Linked DNA regions of Hordeum vulgare: region 1 is linked to region 2. A link is a contact called in public Hi-C data. All regions are on one chromosome and are shown on one strand. Each heading gives the region's core, a stretch centred on a gene start, on an enhancer-like site or on the middle of the called end of the contact. The rest is flanking DNA. Distances are from core to core; before and after follow the strand shown. Region 1 holds the start of LOC123452368 (signal recognition particle subunit SRP68). Region 2 has its middle 210 kb from the start of LOC123395658.

Region 1 (6,202 bases), core at 1,349-3,848, 630 kb before region 2:
TTTTATGATTCACTAGCAAAAGAGCCCGTGCGTTGCAACGGGAGAATGCAAGGCCTGAGAATCGGGTGGTGCAGTATTATCGAACATGTCAAATATGTACCCTTAGGATCCTTGTGCATGTCAGATAGCATTACATATTTTTGTTCATGTTTAACTCACTTTTCTTCTTCTTACTCCATCCATTATCTTTGTCTCCCTTGCTTGGGTATCTAGGAACATCAAAAATACAGTATAGCTTAGAATTTATCGAGATGCATTGAATCCTTTAACAAAGGACCACATCACTGTAATGAGAAAAACTCATGCAGTCAACCTTGTCATCTCATCTGCATTAACTAAAGTGTGAATCAAATCCTCTAGTTCAGTTGTAACCATAAAAGTAAAACAGAACTGTAACAGAGCAAAACTAAGACTCATTAACTGATGGAAGTTTACTCGGATTTTCTTTTTTGTGGAATCGTTGTTGGACTAACAAAATAGCAAACAATAGTAGCTAGCTTTCCCGAGAAAATATCAAAACCGCAATCTGCACCAATTACCGAGGAGAAATTGGAAATTTGCCACTTCCAATATATGGGTTCTTAAAATTGTCATTTTCAAGATTGGCTTCGCACATTTGCCACTCAGCTCGTTGACTCCTTGATTATCATGCCACTTTCCTCCTACTTTTGATTTTCATTTTCCTTTAACATTTATAATCATTGGAAAAGACCAAACCGGCCCTGATGCATATACACGTACTATCCAAATTTCAGTTGACACTTTGAATCGGAGGACAGCGTACCGGCCACCTAGAATACCGGGTGATCTCGTCAATGCAAACTGCTTCATCGATCTCCTTGACGCAGAGTGTCGCAGATCGTCTAGAGTCTAGACGTCGCATGCCACGGATATTCTCAGCGTCCCGAGAAGGACGGCGGGCTGTGCAGCTATGGCGCGCGCGGAGACAGCGCGAGCAGCAAGCAGCCTAGTGGCGCCGGCGGGGGCTGCTTCAGTAGCCACTCTTATCGACATCCTCAAGTAGTTGTGTGCTATTCTCCAATTCAGTGCTAGCTGAACTTCAGAGGAGACCAGAACCTGTAGCCGCGGGCTGGCTCGAGTGCCCGCGGTGGGCCTGATCGGCCGTGTAGTAGGCTCTCCTCACGAGCTCCTCACGGAAGATGGCGTGCCGCGACTGCGCGCCGGCGAGCACGGCGGCCGCGGCCATGGGAGCGGCGGGGCCGGCTTCCTCGCGCCCCGCCACGGCGGCGCGGGCCCGTCTCGCGGACGGCGGGCTTCGGCAGGGGCACGGGAGGGCTCCCCCTTGGCCGGAGGCGCGCGCGAAGGAGAGGGAGGGTGGGGTCCGGCACCGGGTCGCCTGCAGCTCGTCGGCGAAGGCCGGGGCGCCGCGGGGAAGGAGCTCGAGCGCGGCGGGGAGCTGCGGCGTCGAGAGGCGGTGGTGGGGGCGGCACTTGACGGAGCAGGTGACCGCCGCCGGCATGGCTGCTGGTTGGCTTGGCGAGCTGGGGTTCGGCAAGGGGAGTTGGTGGAGATTGAAGAAAGAGGCCCCTGGACTGCGGGTTAGTTTGGATTAAATATAGGGTGGTTTGTGTAAAATGTAAAAAACGACTCGTTCTTTGACTTAAATCCGGACTGCGGGTAGATTTTAGGAAACGTCGGGGGCTTTTTTGTAAATGTCGTGGTGGGTTTTTCGACGGAAGCAATAGCCGCTTTATTATTAGGTACTAGCAAAAAAAACCGTGCGTTGCAACGAAAGAGAAAATAACACACGCTTTGAACACAATATATTTTCACATGGCATCACATTTGTGTTGTCGACGATGGCCTGAGTGCTCACACAACGAAAACGTGTTTAAATGTACAATCACTCGGAATAAGATGAGAAATATGTTGTTTCTTCCCACGAGATTTTTCAAAGGTGTGCATGTGTGATTAACGATGTTTTCTTTCCTGTCAATTTGATTTTAATTTAATGGATATTTATTGTAATTCGTATGGTCGCCGGAAAGAGAGGAAAAAAAGGACCGTGCACTACAGATTAAGTTTGCACCAAAAATAATATTTAAGAAGTATTCAACAGTTAAAAATAACATCCTATTTAGATTCTACACATTTTTTCAATCAAATTTCATATATAACATGTTAAAATCGGAGTTACGGTTTAAAAGATATGAATAATTTTGTTTTAGATAAAATATGGATTGATTAACTAAAAAGTCAGGTTTTTTTTGTTAAAATAAAAAACATTTTGGCTGACTTAAATAAGGACGACGGGTTGATTACCTGAAACATCAGGGATTTTTTGAAAAATGAAAAAAAAACGGTTCGGGTGTGACTAAAAGATGACCGCGGGTTGATTATCTAAAATTGTGAGGACTTTTCTGCAAAATGACAAAAAAACCGGTCCGTTCTGACTTAAAATTGGACTGCGGGTTAATTACCTGAAACCGCGAGGGCTTTTATGCAAAATGACCGACGACGTGCAACAGAAGCGCTGCGCGCATTATTAGGGGAGATATAGATAGGAGAGTGTTCGACCATTGCAACAAAGGATTTGATGCAAAACAAGTGAGAAGAGAAAAACAAGTTTTGGAAACAAGTTTTTTTTTCCCCACAAAACGAGCAAAGTTATCAAATATTTACGCATCCAGAGAGGCCACGCGAACTCTGCTTCTCGTTTCGTCGCAACCATCTGACAGGTTCGCTCGCCGGGCGGAGGCATACCCGCCGCCATGTCGAAGCTCGCCAACCAGCCGCCGCCGCCGACGCCGTCGGATATGGATGTTGACTCCGCATCCGCGGCCGAGGAGAAGAATCCGGTCAGGTTCTCCATCAATGGTGAGCTTCTCCCCTTTCCCTACCCTCTCCACAGTCCCAATCTCCCCCCTCGCGTCTCCTGATCCCGCCCCCCTTCCTCCGCGCAGTGTTGGAACTCATGAGGGAGGCGCAGATGCAGCACGGCCTTCGCCACGGCGACTACACGCGTTACAGGTGCGCGTCCCGAATCCCGATCCCACCCCACTTGACGCCCACCCAGATCTGCTGCCTGCTCGTCTTCTCAACTGTGCCGTGCTACCGTGATTCTCGCCTCGCGGTTTCACGCGTGTATAACTTAGTAGATATGTGACTTGTGATGGAATGCTTTCATCCAATTGTTCCCCATACCCCAAATTTCCCATGGAAACCCTGCTTCGAACTTGTTCTGTAGTCTAATAGAATTCATACATGTAATCTGGTCTAAAGAAAGTTAGTATCTTTTTACACATTATGCTTGCTCCGTTTTCTCTGTTGCTGGTACATCAGGGGGAAGTTTTGTCCTCTCAGATGTTGCATGTCTTGTTTACCCAAATACCTTTCTTTTGCTTATAACTTAGTAGTATGGTGTTGCTGTGATTTTTTGTATGCTCTTTGTCTGAAGGATTTAGGATTATTTGCAGGAGATACTGTACTGCGCGTCTGAGAAGGCTCTACAAGTCTCTGAAGTTTTTGCATGGCCGTGGTAAATATACCCGGAGGAATATAACAGAGTCAACAGTGACTGATGTGAGGTGTGTTGTTTTTTCTCCTGATAATCTACCATATGCCTGCTGCCTTTGTCCATACTTCACTTAGGTTAGTACAGTACTTTGGTAGTTTTGTCAATTTAGATGGTCTGTTTGGATTTGGCATGTTAACTATTATTGTCAATATTTAAAACCAAGTAACCAACAATGTGATTTCCTTTGTTTACTGTTGAGCATATGATTACTATCAGTTACGAAGATTTTAGCCACCATTTGGTAGTTGTGTTCTACATGCCTGTGATATTCATTAGTAATTTATCAATATCGTTGATTCCTTACCCTAGCATTTTTTGTTGTTGATGAACACTTTTGTAGTGCATGTAATCAGTATGCGACAACTATCGGGGAACTTAAGCAAATGGTTTAACAATTTAGTGAGCGATTTTCCAGTACAATTTTGTATGTAACTGTTAGACTTGGTTACGCCTGAAGCAATTTGAACACATGAGTGTAGGTTTCTACATGTGGTATTTTATATGGCTGAGAGAGCATGGAGTCATGCTATGGAAAAGAAAACTGCTGGTCCAAATGCACCGCAGCGTATCTACATGTTGGGTCGATTTAGGAAGGCAGTCAAATGGGCAGCACTTTTCTCACAGTTATGTTCTATAAAAGGAGATTCCAGGACATCTTTGGAAGCCGAGGTGTGTTTCTTATCTCTTGTTTGATTTAGTGCTCAGTTGACAATCCTTTTTAAGTACAAAACAGAAACCTCACTATGTTGACCTGATATAGTTGTCCTATAAGAAAAGTATTTTTTGAACCACCTAAATTAATTATCTTTTGTAGGCATATGCTTCATATATGAAAGGAACTTTGCTTTTTGAGCAAGAGAAGAACATAGAGGCAGCAATGTTGAATTTCAAGAATACCAGGTTTGTCGAAATGATGCTCGATTAATTGAAGTTTTGTCTCTATGCTGTGTGGTATTATTCCTTATGTGGATCACCCCCTTATTGTCGTGCCTTGATGCTCGGATCTATCATGATACTTGGTCCCCTTATGAGTATTTTAGAACTTGGTGATTGAAATGCATTATTTTTACAGGACTGTATATGAGGAGCTTGGAAAGTATGGCAGTATAGAAAATCAACTTTTATGCCGTCAACGCATTGAGGAAGTGGAGCCTATGATTGGATTCTGTTCACGCAAACTTGGTGGATCTGCTCTGCAAGAACATGAGCTCCTAGATATGGAAAAGGAGGGGCCTGCTTATGACCTTTTTAAAGCTAAGATTGAGGTATTTTCTTTTCTTAAAACTAAAGTGGAAAGCATAAGAGGTCCTAAAACTATTCGAGGGGTGTCAAGTTAGCCCTAAAACTTGAAAAGTGCAGACTTGGGCCCGAAAAGCTATAAGTTGTTCATCGCGGTTCTAAGGGTGTGTTTGTTTGGGCTGCAACTTCTTCGGCTGCAGCTGCAATGGCTCCGGCTGGAAGCAGCAGCTATAGCTGCTAGCTGTGGCTGGAAGGTTGGAGCTGAGGTGCAGTCGTTCAGTAGTTCTGCTGTAGCAGCTATGGCTGGTGCTGAAACGTACTGAAGTGATCAGAACGCCCTATGTTGTTATGTAGGTTGGTTTTAAGTGCCAATTATACTGTTTTAATAGGAAATGATACAATTGAGATATGTTTTTGCTGCATATGGTATGTTTTCATGGGTTTTAGCTGAAATTACACTTGTTTGATGTATGGACTCGGATATAGTACAATTTATAACCATGCAAATCCTTTAGAAATCTTTATATTCAATTTATAATAATTTATAAACAAGCATGATAAGTAATTTACAGTATTAACTCGGATGAAATATGCAATTAGAGGTTCCATACATTCAGCACACGCTTCCATTCCAAAACAAATGTGCATCATCCATCCAGCACACATGCATTACGCACATACGTACCGTCCATCCAGCATGCACGCACACGCATGCATCATCCATCCAGCACACATGCATCGCGCACGTACGCATCGTCCATCTAGCGTACGCGCGCACACACACCTGTTGCCACGCATGCTGGAGAGGTTGAATTAGCTGCGGAGAGTGCAGAGTGGTCAGCAGGCGAACGACACACACGGCACACACGTACCACACATAACCTGCATGGAGACGTATGATGGCTACTGGGTAGCTCGCACACACGCACCACAGATAGCCCACACAGATGGGATAGAAACAAACCTTTCAGTGGCATTTGATACGTATAATGAACTTTAGTGGGAGGGCAAAATGGTAAAACTAAAGATTGGAGCCAGCTTCGGCTGGGAGAAGCCCGATTTTGCAGCTGTGGCTTCTGGCTGTCTTTTTTGGAGCGCTCCATAGAACCGCTGCGTGGAGCAGGGACAGCAATTGACTGTTTGTTTGGGCTCCAGCTTTTCCAGGCCAGAAGCCGTAGAAGCTGCTCCTAGGAGCCCAAGAAACACACTACACACCCTAAGTAGCCCAGACCTACTTGCTTATGTAGCACGTTGACTGTCTCCACGTAGACATATGGGCCCACCAGGATAACTGATTGAATCAAGAATCTGTTGAAAGTAGAAATACCCCTGACATCCTGTTAATTTTCACTTGCGGCCCCCCTGGCAATGTTCGGGAAATCGTTAACTGGTAACTACTTGGTTGGCTGGTGAGTAGGGTATTAA
Region 2 (6,501 bases), core at 2,721-5,220:
ATACCGAAGGACAAAGGGAATGACATACGGGATTATATGAATCCTTGGCACTGAGGTTCAAACGATAAGATCTTCGTAGAATATGTAGGATCCAATATGGGCATCCAGGTCCCGCTATTGGATATTGACCGAGGAGTCTCTCGGGTCATGTCTACATAGTTCTCGAACCCGCAGGGTCTGCACACTTAAGGTTCGACGTTGTTTTATGCGTATTTGAGTTATATGGTTGGTTACCGAATGTTGTTTGGAGTCCCGGATGAGATCACGGACGTCATGAGGGTTTCCGGAATATTCCGGAAATGAAGATTGATATGTAGGATGACCTCATTTGATTACCGGAAGGTTTTCGGAGTTACCGGGAATGTACCGGGAATGACGAATGGGTTCCGGGAGTTCACCCGGGGGGGGGGGGGGAACCCACCCCGGGGAAGCCCATAGGCCTTGAGGGTGGCACACCAGCCCTTAGTGGGCTGGTGGGACAGCCCAAAAGGGCTCTATGCACCAAGAAGAGAAAATCAAGAGAAAAGAAAAAAAAGGGAGGAGGTGGGAAGGAAGGGGGACTCCCTCCCACCAAACAAGTCCAACTCGGTTTGGGGGGGGGAGTCCTCCCCCCTTGGACTCGGCCGACCCCCTTGGGGCTCCTTGAGCTCCAAGGCAAGGTCCCCTCCCTCCCACCTATATATACGGAGGTTTTAGGGCTGATTTGAGACGATTTTTCCACGGCAGCCCGACCACATACCTCCACGGTTTTTCCTCTAGATCGCGTTTCTGCGGAGCTCGGGCGGAGCCCTGCTGAGACAAGGTCATCACCAACCTCCGGAGTGCCGTCACGCTGCCGGAGAACTCTTCTACCTCTCCGTCTCTCTTGCTGGATCAAGAAGGCCGAGATCATCGTCGAGCTGTACGTGTGCTGAACGCGGAGGTGCCGTCCGTTCGGTACTAGATCGTGGGACTGATCGCGGGATTGTTCGCGGGGCGGATCGAGGGACGTGAGGACGTTCCACTACATCAACCGCGTTCACTAACGCTTCTGCTGTATGGTCTACAAGGGTACGTAGATCACTCATCCTCTCTCGTAGATGGACATCACCATGATAGGTCTTCGTGCGTGTAGGAAATTTTTTGTTTCCCATGCGAAGTTCCCCAACAAAATACCCTGTCCGACCTAGCCAAAATGGGGTTCCGCCTCTCATTACATCAAGTATACTTCCAGCCCCTCAACGGCATGTCCAGCACACCCAACACATTGATAGTATGCGTGAACTTGTTTTAACCCCACAGTTGGCTCGGCCACTCCTTCTTTCCTCCACATTTATCATGATATTGAAGTCTCCAGAAATGATCCAAGGCGAAAGCTCCAGACTGCCCAAAGCGACCAGCTCCTCCAGATAGCGCAGCTTCTCAGCCCGGCCCTGTGGTCCATAGACAGATGTAACGCTCCAGGTCTTGCCATCGCTCAAGGAGGTCACCCTGCCGGTAATGGAGAATTCCCATTTGTGTACGAACAACCAACACAATATGTCGGAGCGCCATGCCAAAAGAATTCCACCTCTCGTACCATCGGGCGGCAGAAAATCAAACCCATCAAAGGCAGGACCAAGACACTGGCTGATCAGAAGCGGATCCACTGAAGCTAATTAGATTCTTGCACACACACATGAGACATCATAGGGTTGCACAAACAACTTGAGCGAACTCCACCTAGCCGGGTTATTAAGACCTCGGGCATTCCATACTAGCAAGTGTAACGACATGGAGAACTCACAAAGCACCCTCAGGAAGCAGACGCCAAAAGTCAAGCCCCGCAAGGCTCCGCCTGATCCGGCAGCAAGAGAGCGCCCTGGCCAGCATGGTCCGGCTCAACGAACAGATCCTCTGCTTGCACAAATAGCACCGTGGCGGCCTTGCCATGATGGGGGGCGAGCGGTTTGTCGAATAGCATGAGATACTTAGTCAACGCATGTTCTGAGAGTCACTCTTCCGGCTGAATAACTCCCATCTTGCACACCAGCACAGTCTCGCCCGCTCCACCGACCCAAGACGCGCCCACATCCGATCTTGCACATGCGCTCACTTTGCCTAGGAGCAAAACCAGGTGGCAGTTCACGCTTCTTCCTCACCAGCACTGACTTGACTCGCCTCTGACCCAGGATGGAGGTAGGAGCTGGCAACTCCAAGCCCCCGAGTAGCGAGTCCGTAGCCGAGAGTGGGAGTTGCGGACCGGTAGGAGGGAGCAGCTGATGCGGAAGGAGCGACTAGGCGATCGGAGTGCGAGGAGGAGATCACGTTGGGCTCACGGCCGCGGTCGATCCTCTCTCGAAGCCGAGGGGTGCCTCGGGGTACCGCCTAGCAGACGGCGACCCGGGGGTCCTCTCCCGTCTGGATGGAACAAGGGAAGCACGACACCCACCGCGACCCAAGGGGAAGCGATGGTGTTCCTAGAACCAGCGGTTCACCCGATGAGCGCCCCGGGCTCATGAACAACCGCCTAGGCGTGGGCCGCACCAATAGCAAGGTCAAGCCCCCAGCAGGGGTCGAGCCACCGGCACAGAGCCCACGACCGTCTCCGACACCGACCATGCCAGCGCAGGAGTGATCATTGTGGCGGAGGCCCCGACCGTGGCGCCCGACCTCTTCACCGAGGCCAAAGCCGGCCCACGAGGGCACGCCGGAGTCAGCGCACGAGAGACCACCGCGCCGGAGGTCGTGCCCGTGGCGCCCGACCTGGCCGCCGAGCCCGGTCCCTGGAGGAACGGAGACGCAATCCCACTAGCAGGAGGAAGAGGCCGTTCAACCTCTGCCCACCTCCCCACTCACCGGCGATCCCGGGGCCGTCCGGTCTACCGAAATGTTGACCACCAGAGCACGGTCAGCTGCCGCGTCCAGTGTCATCGATTCGCCCCGGTACCAGCTCCTAGAGTAGTCGTGGCGTCGAGTCAGGTCTTCATCGTCGTCGGGCTCGAAGTCCAGGCGGAGCTTCATGAAAGGCACCTTCTTATCCACCACATCCAGCACACGGATGGTGAGGTGATGGATGAGGGTGCGCCGGTCAGTCGGAGGCGTCGGGGCATCTGGCGTGAAAGGAAGGTCTTCGTCCACGGAGTTTGGCCTCCATGTCGGCTCTCGCACCTTCAGATCGTACAGCTTGAAGACGCCGGAGGGATTACGCAGCCACGCGGTCACATCGAGCTGCCAGCGGTCATCTGATAGGAGGATTTCCACCAGTTGCCTCCCAAGATTGTTTAGAAGCTGCCCGACCGCGTCACACTCGAGGCCAGCGCGCTCATATGCCATGGAACCTCACGGCTCGCCACCACAGCGGAACCGGCCCAAGCGGGCAAAAACACGATCGCAGATCTCCGTGGACGCGAAGATGATGAAGAAGTCCGTCGGATGCGTCACCTCCACGCGGACCTGGCTTCTGTCCACCCCACACTGCGCGGGCACAGCTCGAACCAAGACCTCAGACGACACCACAGACCACCTCCCCCACACCGTGGCCAGCATGGCGCGGCCATGGAAATCGGTTGTTTTTGTTGGACACGTGCTTGATTTTACACTACCTGCTAAAGCGGCACGCTGGCGTGTGGCAGCCTTTGGTGAAGCAAGTGACTGATCACGCGTAAAAACGGCTGTTGCCTTGGTGTTGGAGATCCTCTTAGGACAGCAGTTTCCTTTTGTGGTCGGAGCACGTGCATCGGCAGTGTAAACGCACAGCGTATTGTCTGCACTGCCGCTGCACTCCTTGATTTTGATATGGAACACACTCAGGATAATGATTGTCCAGCAGTCGAAGAAAGCACATCATTTGGTCCTAAGCGGCTACGTGACGTATCAACAAGATGAAGATGATGATCTAGTACTACTAGTACGACAAAGACGATATTCTATTCTATAGACATACATGCACAGTCACCCCTTCTCAGTGGGCAGCGCTCGCGGGAACGCGGCTGGGACAGCGAGTACATGTCCGCGTGCCGGCGCCCTTTTAGCGGCGCCGCTAGCTGCGTATGCACGCGCGGCCGCTAGTCGACCAGGTGAGGTGAGGCCAAACCCCGCGGGGTTCGCGTGGCCGGTCGGTCTCGCCAGACGGGCAAGCGCGTCCTGATCCTCATCCCAGGATGGCGACCCGTCTGTTCGGCGGTGCCACGTACTGACTTATGGGTTAGAAGAGAAGCATCCACGGCTCGACTCCAACGCTCGGTGAATACTAGTTCAGCAGAATCCGAAAACAAAAACTGAATCGCTTTACTAACCGCGCTCACAATGAGACGCCGATTTCTATTTTGCATTACAGGTCGACAATGAAATGACTCGAAGCTCACACGTTAAATATTCGTTTTTTATGTCTGGACGTGATTCACGAACGCCATATAAAAGAAACCCATATCCAATGTTATTTGGGACCCGTATAGCTCTCCAGTTTGATTTCATTCTGAACTGTCTATTATAACAAAGTTTTTTTTCTAAAACTAATGATGAAGGGTCGACGACAGCAACACGCTTTCGGTTTGCTTTAGTAACTATAGTCGTCGCTAGATGGTCTATCGACATAGATATAAACTTTATTTCTAGTATTCTATGTACTGCATTCTTAGTTGATGAATTGATCAAAAAAAATCTTGTAAAAAAAACGTCCAAACCACTTCACGGATAGATAAAGATCCTAATTGATGACAAATTTGGTAAAAGTGATGCGGACAACAACTATTGAACCTTTGCAGATCTCCTTTGAAGATGCCCTAAATTCTTTTTACCTTTAAGCATATTCACAGCTTCTAAATTACATGCACATCATAAAATAATTTATGATTGGATAGTTAGAAAGACAATGGTATCTCATGTTGTAAGTGTTCAAGTCTTTGATATGACATTGGTGCTCACATTTTTTTCAATTTATTTATTTCTTTTGACGATGTGTGTTTAATGAAAGAAAAACATTCTTGTTGATTATGAATGTGTATGTGACGACTTCGTTAATCTTAAGATATTATTGTTAAAAATATGCCCTAGCGGTAATAATAAATTAGTTATTATTATATTTTCTTGTTCATAATAATCATTTATTATCCATGCTAGAATTGTATTGATTGGGAACTCAAATACATGTGCGGATACATAGAGAACACACTGTCCCTAGTGAGCCTCTAGTTGAGTAGTTCGTTGATCAAAGATGGTCAAGGTTTCGTGGCCATAGACAAGTGTTGTCACTTGATAACGGCATCACATCATTGGAAGAATGATGTGGTGGACAAGACCCAAACTATAAACGTAGTATATGACCGTGTCAGTTTATTGCTACTATTTTCTGCATATCAATGTATTTGTTCCTATGACCATGAGATCATGCAACTTCCGGACACCGGAGGAATACCTTGTGTGTTATCAAACGTCGCAACGTAACTGAGTGACTATAAAGGTGCTCCACAGGTATCTCCAAAGGTGTTTGTTGGGTTGGCATGGATCAAGACTAGGATTTGTCACTCCGTGTGACAGAGAGGTATCTCGGGGCCCACTCGATAATACAACATCACAATAAGCCTTGCAAGCAACGTGACTAATGAGTTAGTTACCGGATCTTGTATTATGGAACGAGTAAAGAGACTTGCCGGTAACACGATTGAACTAGGTAAAGAGATACCGACGATCGAATCTCACGCAAGTAACATACCGAAGGACAAAGGGAATAGTATACGGGATTATATGAATTCTTGACATAGAGATTCAATCGATAGAGATCTTCGTAGAATATGTAGGAACCAATATGGACATCCAGGTCCCGTTGTTGGTTATTGACCAGAGAGTGTCTCAGGTCATGTCTGCATAGTTCTCAAACCCGCACGGTCTGCACACTTAAGGTTCGGTGACATTTTGGTATAGTTGAGTTATACGTGTTGGTGACCGAAGTTTTCTTCGGAGTCCCGGACGTCATGAGGAGTTCCGGAATGGTCCGGAAATGAAGATTGATATATAGGAAGTTGGTGTTTGGATTCCGGAAGGTTTTCGGGCATTATCGGCAGTGTACCGGAAGTGGCGAATGGGTTCCGGAGGCCCACTGGGTGGGCCCACTACGCCCCAAGAGGTCCAGATGGGTTTATTGGATACGCAATAAGGCATAATGGGCTGACAAAGTCATCCAAGGAAATCCCATGAGGAAAAAGTGTAAAATCCAAAAGAGGTGGGAAAATAAGGAAGGAGTCCTAATCCAAGTGGGATTGGAGGAGGACTCCTGCCTTCCCCGCTTCGGCCAACCCAAGGAGGCCTTCCTTGGCGCGCCAAGGCTGCCTCTCCCCTCCTCCTATAAATACTAGAGGTTTAGGGCTTTTGAGACACAACTTTGCCACGTGCCGCCCTCTCCTCTAGATCATAGTTCTTCCTCTAGATCGGTTTTCTGCGGATCTCGGGCGGAGCCCTGCAGGAATAGATCATCACCATCACCGGTGCGCCGTCACGCTTTCGAAGAACTCATCTACTTCCCCATATCTTGCTGGATCAAGAAGG

What was found. Hi-C and Micro-C count contacts between places; a contact is called where the count stands out from the background.
Region 1: a contact with region 2 is called in a Hi-C map of leaf, with 7 times the contacts expected there. The contact joins the promoter of LOC123452368 here to the enhancer-like site in region 2. A contact is called at or near these places in 2 of 6 Hi-C or Micro-C datasets (leaf and seedling).

What each region holds. Positions count from the first base shown.
Region 1 is chr5H:286,896,566-286,902,767 of MorexV3_pseudomolecules_assembly, reverse strand. LOC123452368 (signal recognition particle subunit SRP68) reads left to right here and starts at 2,598. Exons shown (of 13, transcript XM_045129020.1): 1 at 2,598-2,838; 2 at 2,925-2,991; 3 at 3,438-3,548; 4 at 4,018-4,207; 5 at 4,353-4,438; 6 at 4,611-4,803. The coding sequence starts at 2,733.
Region 2 is chr5H:286,263,315-286,269,815 of MorexV3_pseudomolecules_assembly, reverse strand. No RefSeq gene overlaps it. Among protein-coding and RNA genes, the nearest start is that of LOC123395658, 210 kb to the left of the region's middle. Within about 2 kb of position 3,970, at least 3 of the 3 cell types and tissues checked have open chromatin away from gene starts, as enhancers often do. A contact at or near this core is called in leaf and seedling, where this site is marked.